Regions from separate parts of the Mus musculus genome. Here region 2 is linked to region 1. Evidence: chromatin contacts called from public HiCAR-type data. All regions are on one chromosome and are shown on one strand. The core of a region is the stretch at or near the end of the contact, and the rest is flanking DNA. Distances in the headings are between cores, read along the strand shown.

Evidence for each region. HiCAR-type assays count read pairs that join an accessible place to other places.
Region 2: a HiCAR-type map of fibro-adipogenic progenitors shows a contact between it and region 1, with 3 times the contacts expected there. The contact joins two enhancer-like sites. A contact is called at or near these places in 2 of 484 Hi-C or Micro-C datasets (bone marrow-derived macrophages and cerebral cortex), 6 of 115 datasets of contacts at active chromatin or transcription factors (embryonic basal ganglia, embryonic stem cells, fibro-adipogenic progenitors and 2 more) and 3 of 9 other capture datasets (embryonic stem cells, embryonic trunk and liver).

What each region holds. Positions count from the first base shown.
Region 1 is chr2:166,223,429-166,228,376 of GRCm38.p6, reverse strand. No RefSeq gene overlaps it. Among named protein-coding and RNA genes, the nearest start is that of Gm30536, 31 kb to the right of the region's middle. Within about 2 kb of position 2,871, at least 4 of the 459 cell types and tissues checked have an H3K27ac peak or open chromatin away from gene starts, as enhancers often do. A contact at or near this core is called in fibro-adipogenic progenitors, where this site is marked.
Region 2 is chr2:166,424,151-166,429,098 of GRCm38.p6, reverse strand. No RefSeq gene overlaps it. Among named protein-coding and RNA genes, the nearest start is that of 5031425F14Rik, 21 kb to the left of the region's middle. RefSeq lists an enhancer at 439-2,695. Within about 2 kb of position 1,883, at least 87 of the 459 cell types and tissues checked have an H3K27ac peak or open chromatin away from gene starts, as enhancers often do. A contact at or near this core is called in fibro-adipogenic progenitors, where this site is marked.

The DNA of each region.
Region 1 (4,948 bases), core at 1,622-4,121:
CTTCCAGAGATGACATACAGAAGCCACAGCCTAAGATGGCCATGAGCTTAGCCTATGAGAGGGAGGAAAGGGGTGATCTATAGTGGAGATCTACAGGGGTGATCTATAGTGGTGATCTACTGGGATGACCAGCCTGGAGGAGCAGACAAGAGAAGGAGGTGTAGCCAGAGGGGTTTTCTAGGATCCACAAAGCCCAGGGCACAACTCCTCCGCTCATGAATACAAACATTGCATCCTTCTGCATCCACACTGAACTTCGGGGTAGTTTTTGTTTGTTTAATGTTTCTGAATATTTGATGAGAATAATTTTTTTAAAAAAATATATAGTAAAGGGAAGAACTTTTAAAAAGTTGGAGATTCATCTCTGCCGTGTTTGAACCAGTTTCTCAAAGATAAAGTCATAACTATTTCACAAACATCAAATAACCATGTGTCAAAATTTTATTTAACTCAGTAGCTAGTGAAAGATCTGGGAAGATTTTAGAGACAATTCAAGTAGACTAAGCTGTCTGGCTGTTGAGCCCCCAGGGATCCTCCTGTCCCCACCTTGCCAGTACTGAGATTCCAGGCTCACCCCACTGCACCAGCTTCTCTCTATGTTCTCATGCTTACACCGACTGGGCAGGGACTTTCCCAGCCAGCCATCCCTCGGCGCTTGGTGTTTCTTTGATGTCTGTGGAGTGTGTCACGCCCTGTGGCCACCCCACGCCTGTCCTGAGTCTCCTGAGGTCTCAAGCAGGTAGTGTCTGAGGTTGACATCTTGCTGCTTTTAAAGCCACAGGTTCACACATCTCTTAGGAGCCTCACATCACAGAAGTGTTTAGATACTTTTTTTTTTGCATACTAATATTGTCCTTTTTCTACTCTAAGCAGTGTCCTGCGAGTCAGTTCCTTTGATCTGTTCTTGAGTATAGCGTTAATGGTGCCTATACTGGTTATTCTGTTTCTATACCTCATTCTGCAGTAAGAGAGCATCCTGAGATAAGATGTAGGAGGAAGGGTGGACGGAGAGCTAATAGTGTGGGAGGGCAGGCAGCCACCTTCCCATGGCCTACAGCTTCTGTGTTTCTCTCCCCGATAACAAGAGCCCAGTTCTTTTCAGGAGAACAAGGCCTTCCCCCACACACTCAGGAAGGCCTGCCAATCAGGGTGACTGGCCCCTCACCCAGGCAATGTGTGCTTTCTTCCTGGAAGCTGCTCATTAAGTGGGGTGACCAAAACATCACAAGCAGTTGAAACTGGCCCCTCTGTGGCCAAATCTGTTCCTGTTGCTCACAGAGAGCCCTGACCCAAAACGAAAGAAAACAAACCATGAACAGAAATACCATTGAAAAGGCTGAAAGGTCTGCTGGGGGTGGGGAGTGCCCCACCAACTGGGGGTGGGGAGTGCTCCACCAGCATGCATAGGGTCGCAGGTTCAATCCCCAGTAGAGGGGGGCAGGGAGAAAGGCCTACAAAGAATGTTAATGAAGTGCACTGGAGTGGCCAAGGAGGACCTGAGTTGGAATTCCCAGCTCCCATGTAAAAGGTCAGACATGGCTGTAAGTGTGCCTCACACCCCAGTACCGTGGGCATGGGAGACAGGAGGATCTCAGGGTCTGGCTGGCTAGCAAGACCATAGACCAAGACCAAGACATAGAGCAAAACACCAGAAGACATCCTACACACTCACACACACACACACACACAGGGGAGGAAAAATCTATTAATCTGGGGCAAAAGAACATTTAGTTCATCCTTGGACAACTACTCTCATTCACCAAGTTTTAGCCAGGTCCTCTAGGCTTCTTTGCAACCAGGCCTGAACTTTGAACTTTGACCCTGGCCTCACCAGACCTGCATCCCTGCAAGAATCCCCACCTCACACCTGCTTGGCCTATCCCCAGCAAGGACCCTGCTGATCTACCAAGAATTGATCCACACAGCGGGAATCCTTGAAAACCTCCTCCAGGACCTTCGACCTGCCTCCAGTAGTGAAACTCTACTGTTTTGAGGTGGCTAGAGTGGAGCCCTCACTTTCCTATTGTAACAAATGCTTGATGGGACATGCCACCCATGATTTGTCACAAGTCTGACACAAGATCTGTGTTTATGTAACCGAGCTCATGTGATGTGGTGATTAGCCCCTTTAAGAGGTGGAGCTAGTGGGAGGTTGTCACCAGCTCACTTCCTCTCTCAGGCTTCCTGTCTCTCCCTCTCAAATGTATCCCCCGTCCCCCCACCCCCACCCATGATGCCATCTGTCACTAGCCACACTACCCAGCAGCCCTCACCAGAGCCAGCGCTGTGCTGTTTGAGTTTTCATCCTCCAAAGTGTGAATCAAATAAAACATTTCTTTCCTTTACAGCGATCCAGCCTCAGGTATTTCGTTACAGTAATGAAAAACAGGCTGATAAACGATCTACTGGCATAGGCCTATGTAAAGATTTACCAGTTCGGCAAGAACCTGATAAGAACCAGATATATTTTTAAACACCTTTACTCGAAACTCTACGGCAGACCCTGTTCCTATAGTGGGGACAGAATGCAGACAGACCTGAGGAGCGATTCCTGCCCCTATGGTGTGTTTGCACAGTTGGGACCGGGATAGGCAGGTTGACAGTGACGCAGGACTCTAAAGCAGGAGAAGCGTAGTTAAAAGAGGAGGTGTCCAAACTGAACTTCTGCCAATCAAACCTCAGTCGGAAGCATCCTCCAGCCCCAGATCTCACCCGAAGTCTTACTTAAAATAATAATCATAGCCATAACTCCCGAGGTGGGGGGTGTATTTGAGATCAGCAGAAAAGTTCCAGCTCTGAGCAGATGTTTGATAATGCCTCGGGGATTGTTGCTAAGCATTTCCAGACAAGATCCTGATATCCTGTCTGTACTTGGAACCTCTTAGAGACACGTAATGAAGTATTATAAAATGATGTCACGTCTAGGATTGGCCTCAAGATAATCCAGTAGAAAAGACACAAATGGACAAAGACGAAACAAGATTCCCGGTGATGTTGAAGCTGGGAATGGATGTGTCTTGGGGGTGCCTCTCACTGGCATCTCTACTTCACACGTGGTTGAAATGTGCCATGTGATGTGTGTGTGTGTGCTGGTGCACACCTTTAATTCCAGCACTCAGGAGGCAGAGCAGGTGGATCTCTGTGAGATCAAGTTCGAAGACAGCCTGGTCTACAGAGTGAGTTCCAGGGCAGCCAAAGGTACACAGAGAAACCTTGTCTCAAAAAAAGAAAGCAAAAGAGAGGAGAGGGGAGGGAGAGAAGGAGAAAGGGAGAAAGGGGGAGGGAGAGAGAGAGCACACCTGGGAGCAACAGGTAAGGAAATGGTTAATAGCTTTCCGTTGCTGTAACAAATCACCTGAGCAAGTCAAGTTACATTAAAAAGGGGTTATAGGGTTATTCTGGCTCAGAATTTCAGATTGACTGGCTTGATTCAGTGAGCCCAAAGTGAGGCAGAACACCATGGAGGCTAGAGCATGTGGCAGAGGGACAGGGAATAGGACACTGGGACACTAGAAATGTCCTTCAAAAGTCCGTTTTGAGCACCTTTCTTCCTCTGACCAGGTCATACTTCCTGCTCCCAAATCCTAGTGACATCATCTTAATGATCCGCCGGGGTCAGAGTCCACCCCTGACCCCCTAGGGCGTCCATCCTCCCCTCCACACAAGGTAAGCTTCTGAGCAGACAGCTTTGCAAATGTGCCAGGCACTTCTGGGAGCAGGCAGTGCCAAGGAGGTGTATTCATGTGTACACACGTATGTGTGCATTGGTGGTGTGTATGTGTGCATACATGAGATTTCATATACAGAGTCAGGAGGTCAGCATCAAGTGTCTTTACGACTGCTCTCACCTCGGTGTTTGAGGCAGAGTCTCTCCCTGAACCTGAAGCACACCATGCAGCTAGGCTGGCAGTCCGTGAGTTTTGAAGAGCTGCCTGTCTTGGTCTGCACCCTCACCAGATTTTTACAGAGAGATCCAAACACAGGACCTCATGCCCCTGTGGCTAGCACTTTTCCAGCTGAGCTATTTCCAAAGCCCTCATTTTCTCCTTCTAAAAGAGCGAAGGAAATTCAGAATAAATTGGCAGAATGGCTGACTTTAGAGGCTTTCTCCTCAACATTCTTCAGAAACAAAGTCGGTGGGTGGGGAGATATATATTATGCATACATGTGGCACGGCACACGAGTGTGTGTGCACCTGTGGACACACATGTGGAGGTCAGAATAGGACAACAGGCAGATTCCTCTTTCACCTCCCACCTGTCTCTCATTTGCTTCTGCCTTGGCCTCCCCTCCCTTCCCTCCCCTTCCCTCCTCACCCCCCCCATTTTCTTCCTTTCCCTCTCCTCCCCTTCCCTCTCCTTCCTTTTCCCCTCCCCTCCTCTTTCTACCCTTCCCCTCCTTCCTCTCCTCTCCCCTTCGTTCCCCGTTTCTCCTCTTTCCTCCCTCCCTTTCTTCCTTTCCCTTCCCTCCCCTCCTCTTTCTCCCCTTCCCTCTTCTCCTCTCCTCTCCCTTCCCCTTTTCTCCTCTTCTCTCCCTCCCTCCCTTCCTCTCCCCTTCCCTCCTTTTCCTTTAAGTCAAGATCTTATTAAGCAGTGAGGTTGGTCTCAACTCTCCATGCTCCTGCCTTCACCTAGTGAGCACTGAGCTCGCAGGTACCCACCTACACACCCAGTGCATTGTGATTTGTGATCTTCATAACAGAACCGTCAGGATGTACAGTGTATTTCCAATGAGCCTCAGCGTGTGAGCGGATTCTATATAAGTTCACATTCCTTGGCAAGAGCATTCAAAGTTCAAACCCCACTGAGCAGGCTCCAGTCACCTCACAGACACTGAGAAAATCTTCAAAGGGAAGATACTCCATTTGGCAGGGAGGTGGATGTGTAATGGGGATATTGAGAGAGTTCTGAAAAATATTACACTGGCCAGGTGAATCAACGCAACAATC
Region 2 (4,948 bases), core at 634-3,133, 200 kb before region 1:
TGCAGAGGTCCCCAAGGCTCATTGTCCATCCAGTTTAGTTGAAAGAGTGAGCTCAAGGTTCAGTGAGGGATCTTATCTAAACCAACCAAACCAAACCAAAACAAAACAAAATGACACGAGAACTCTCCCAAGCAATTGGGGTGTGATAGAGGAAGACACCCAATACCCTTGACCTTCATACACAGCATACATAGTGAGTGCACAAATATGTAAAAGAGAGAGCGAGAGAGAGAGAAAAGAAAAGGAGGAGGAGGAGGAGAAGGAGGAGGAGGAGGAGGAGGAGGAGGAGGAGGAGGAGAAGAAGAAGAAGAAGAAGAAGAAGAAGAAGAAGAAGAAGAAGAAGAAGAAGAAGAAGAAGAAGAAGAAGAATCAGAAGAATCAGAAGAAGAAGAAGAATAATCTTATCCTTCTGGCTGGGTAACTAGATGCAGGGACAGACCCACTCTGACAGTGCTTGAAGGCGCAGTCCTCTGTGCCTTCTGTTGCTCCTACCCTAGAACTCCAGAGTTGACTCAGGTCTGCTCCTTTGGAGAACTCCGTCAGGTTTCCCTCCCAGCCTGTGAACCTGCCATCAGTTTGTAGTTGTCTATTGAACCTGAACTGGCTACCGTTGCTAGCAATTGACTCTCCTTGATCTTGGTGACCACATCCTTTTTACATCATTGTTTAGAAAAATCCATTTTCCCATCCCGGTTATTTGCATTAGCATCTTCTGTCTCATTGTCCTGTCGTGTCCTGCTGTGTCTTCACACTGAGAGGGCTCTCTGAGGTCACAGTATCTGACCCGAGAACTCTTCTAGGTAAGGAGTCTCATCTTTGTACCTGACGACCTCTCCACATCTTACCTCTGTTTACATCCCTCAAATGCATGATCTTTGCGGTGCCGACCCGGAAGGCGCCACAGCCTCGTCCCAGTTTCTCTGGGATCCATCTCCTGCTCTCAGGAGGGCTGGACTAACCCTTTGTCAAGTGGCCGAGGCTACTAGCTCTTTTTCCTTCAGCTCCTCTCACTGACACAGAGAAAGGCCCATGACACATAAAGGGCCAGTGAGGTGCATGGAGACTTGTGGCTTCGGGGAGACAGAGACTCTTTTTCCACTGGGTTAAGCTGCCATCCTACAGTGGGAGCAGGAGGTGCTCTAGGAATGATCCCGAGAGGAAACCCAGAGAAGCCAAGGATGCAGAATTCTGACAGTTGGGCTCTGATGACATCGTTAAGCTATTAAGAGATGGAAGCTTAATTCCCTCCATTTAAAGCCATCCACTCCGGTTTCCTGTTGTGTGTAACCAATATTCCTGATGGACAGGATCTTTCGATTATTCGATGTTTCTTAAACTTTAAAATGTGTACTCAGTGTCTCAGCCGGAAAGGGATGGATAACAACAGGACTGCAGACACTCGTCTGTCCAGGAGAAGGAAAAGGGGGGTTGGATACCACTTGAAGCATAGCGGGCTCTAAGAGAATAGTCATCATAGGGGCTGGGATGATGGCTCAGTGAGTACAGTGTCTGCAGTGCCATCCTGAGGACCTGAGTTCAGATTCCCAGAAGCCACGGATAGTTCAGGTGTGGGGGCCCTGGGTGGGGTGGCAACACAGGAACAGGGGGACCCCTCTTCATCAGTTTGCTGGCTAGTTAGCCTAGCCAATCAGTGAGCCCCAGGCTCAGCAAGCAGTCCTGTTTCCAAAAAGAAAAAAAAAAGTGGAGAAAGATACCCAACATCAATCTGGCCCTCACATTAGTGAGCATACATGTACCTCCCCCTAGAGTCAATTCATTATCCAGTGTCTCTCTTCATGTTTCCTGCACCTTTAAGACAGAGCGCCTGTATGGCTTCGCATGGTTTCAATTAGGCTTTCCCCAAAGAAACCGCTGGAGAAACTGAAGCCGTGTTGGAATGTGGTGATGCTGTCACTCAGGAATTTTCCAGGCTGAGCTGGCTGACCTTCGGAGATAGTTATGACTGAAACTCTGGCTCTACTCAAAACTTGGCAGTGCCGGTGCTGGGGGTCTGCGGAGGCCGCGGGCATGTGAATACAACCTCCCAGGCCACAGGGAGACTGTCCGTGGTGCTGCCCTTAGCCATGGTGGGCAATGGAGCTGGGATACAGTGTTGACTTAGAGCAGTGGTTCTCAACCTTCCCAATGCTTGACCCTTTAATCTCAGGTTTTGATGCCACTTTACAACTGTAATTTTGCTTCTGTTGTGAATTGTAATGTACATATCTGCCTTTTCCAATCGGCTTAGGCAACCCTTGTGAAAGAATCATTCAATACCCCCTTCCCCACTCTGAGTGCCCAAAGAGATCACAACACATAGGTGGAGAGGCTCGGACTTAAAGGATCCCCACCAGACACCAAGCCTTTTAAGTCTGCAGGGGAGTATACCACATGCTCAGGGTCTCTAAGTCTATCAGCGGGTCCTGGATGCCAGGCCACGCCCCTCTATCTGCCTAATCTGTTTTTCGGAGTCTCCTGGACTAACAGCTGTTTCTTCAGCTCCCCATTCTCTGTATGTGGTATTTCCCTTGTAGTGACCTTTCTGTTTACATTCTTATTTAAGGCAATTTTTTGATGAACACGCTCCTTGCTTATTGACCGGTGTCTCTGACCCTGGGTCAAAGCAGAAAATTGGATTTCTGAGAACTGTCAGAGACCATGAGTACCAGGACCAGTCCAGTGAGCACAGACTTGGTGCTCAAGGGCAGTGGCAGGCATCAGGACATAGCCTGTTAGCAGCTCCAGTGCTTGTTGGAAACCAGGCATTGAGCCGAGCATGCAAGCTAGACAGTTCACAGAGAATCTAGCCTACAAGCATCTGTGGGATGGGTCAAGAGACAGACTAAGGTTCTGTGTATGAAAAGCAATAAGACCATGGTTGCCAAAGCAAGATGCACATAGTAGGACTTTGCAGTTTTTGCTTCAGAGGCTTCAAATAGCCAGACACATCTCTTTGTACTAGCCAGGATGAGTTATGTTGTAGAAACATAAACAGAAAAGATTCCCCCAGTCCTGAAGACTGACCATGATGGACACTTCCCCGTTATCACTTCTGTGTTCCCATCCCTGAGACACAGGCATTCGGTGCATTGTTCACTCGGGTCGGGGACCAGGCTGCCTCTTGACACACATTTCAAGGAAGTCACCTAGTCAGGCAGATGGTTGCTGGCTTCTGACTGGCACTTGACCTTCTCACAGGGCATAGGCAAAAACAGCCTCATAGTTGCTGTCCCAGTCTCAAGAGTGGTGAGGACGCATACACTTCCCCTAAAGGTAGGAAGGGGACCAGGCATACTGAGCTGATGTCACCGGTGGTGGTCGGATGCTCCCCAACAATGTACAGTGTTGCTTAGGGCCAAGACAGCAGCTCCTGCAGCAGAGCTGGGGGTGGGGGGGAGATGAGAAGCAACTAGTGAGCGTGGCTTGGCACGAGGGAGCCAGAGAAGTCTGGGCTCAACCCCCACCCATATGATCTTCCAATAAATCATATGTTGGTAACAACTAAGATGCTAGGCGAATAGTCACCTCTGAGCAGAAATCCAGCATCTAGAAGCAGGTGTGTGTGTGTGTGTGTGTGTGTGTGTGTGTGTGTGTGTGTAGGAGATCAGTGGTCTTAGCCAGAAAACAGCTCTTCCAGAGAAAAGGAAACCATGAAATGCAAAAAGAACCACAAGTTTTGAAATGGGGCAGGGTCACACGCTGGACTGAACACTCTACTGCGAAATCTCCAGACAACTGCTCTTGTGGGTTGTCAGCCAGAGAAGCAGCTGTGCTCAGCATAGGAGAGATCTAGGCCACAGAACTGTTCACAAATGTGGAGTTCCCAGAGGTCCCTAGAGTCAGGACCCAGTTGTGCATGGGAAGGCAAATCAGTACGACCAGAATGTCCAATGCTTTGAGATGGCAGATGGAAACAGATCTAGGGCACCCTCTGTCCCTGCAGCTTTTGACTGTGTATATGTGTGTGCATGTGCATGTGTGTGTGCCTGATGCGTGCACAGACGTGTTTACATATGTGGAAGCCAGAGGTCATGCCAGGTATCTTTCTCAGCTTCTCCACATTGCTTTTTGAGGCAGACTCTCTTTGAACCCAGAGTTTATCAATGGAGCTAGAAGAAGGGCCAGCTAGCTCCAGGGATCCTTCTGCCTCTAGTGTTTGGAGTATCGACATGAACCATGGAGCCCAGCTTTCACATAGGCTCCAGGCCTCTGAATTCAGATCCTCTTGCTTGGTAACAAGTACTTCATGGAGTCACAACTGGAACTGTCAACAGTGCCTCGCATCCAACAATACGGAAGACAAAGGCACGTGATGGCTTATGATGCACAAAGACTATTTCTATTGGAGCTGGAGAGGGGCCACCAAGGAAGCATGACCAGAGGGATCTGCCTCCAGATCCCAGTTATTCTAGCGGCCTCCTTGTTTGGCCCCTAGGCATGTGCAGTTCGGTATAGAAATCACATCTTTCTTTGGCAAAAAGGAAGGACACTGGGAGAGCTGAGATGACGCAGGCTCACTACTCAATCGTGGAGTAAGTTACTTCTGCGTTGCTGTGACCAAAGCCTAAGGAAACCCACCTCAAAGGTTTGGACTCAGTTTTGGAACGTTCAGTCCATAGGCCCTTACACGAAACATCCTGACACTGGAAATGTGTCATGGCAGAGTCTCTTGGCTCATTTTGGATAGAAATCAGAGAGAGAGAGAGAGAGAGAGAGAGAGAGAGAGAGAGAGAGAGAGAGAGAGAGAGAGAGAGAGAGAGAGAGAGAGAGAGAGAGAGAGAGAGAAAATTGGGCACCCAATATAACTTTCAAAGGCATGCCTCCTGAAAGCCACTTCCTCCGTCGAGGCTGCACCTCCCTACGTTTCAACCAGACCAAAAGCAGCATGGGTAGCTGGGGACCAGGCCAGGAAAACATGAATCCAAGTAGTACATTTTCTACTCAAACC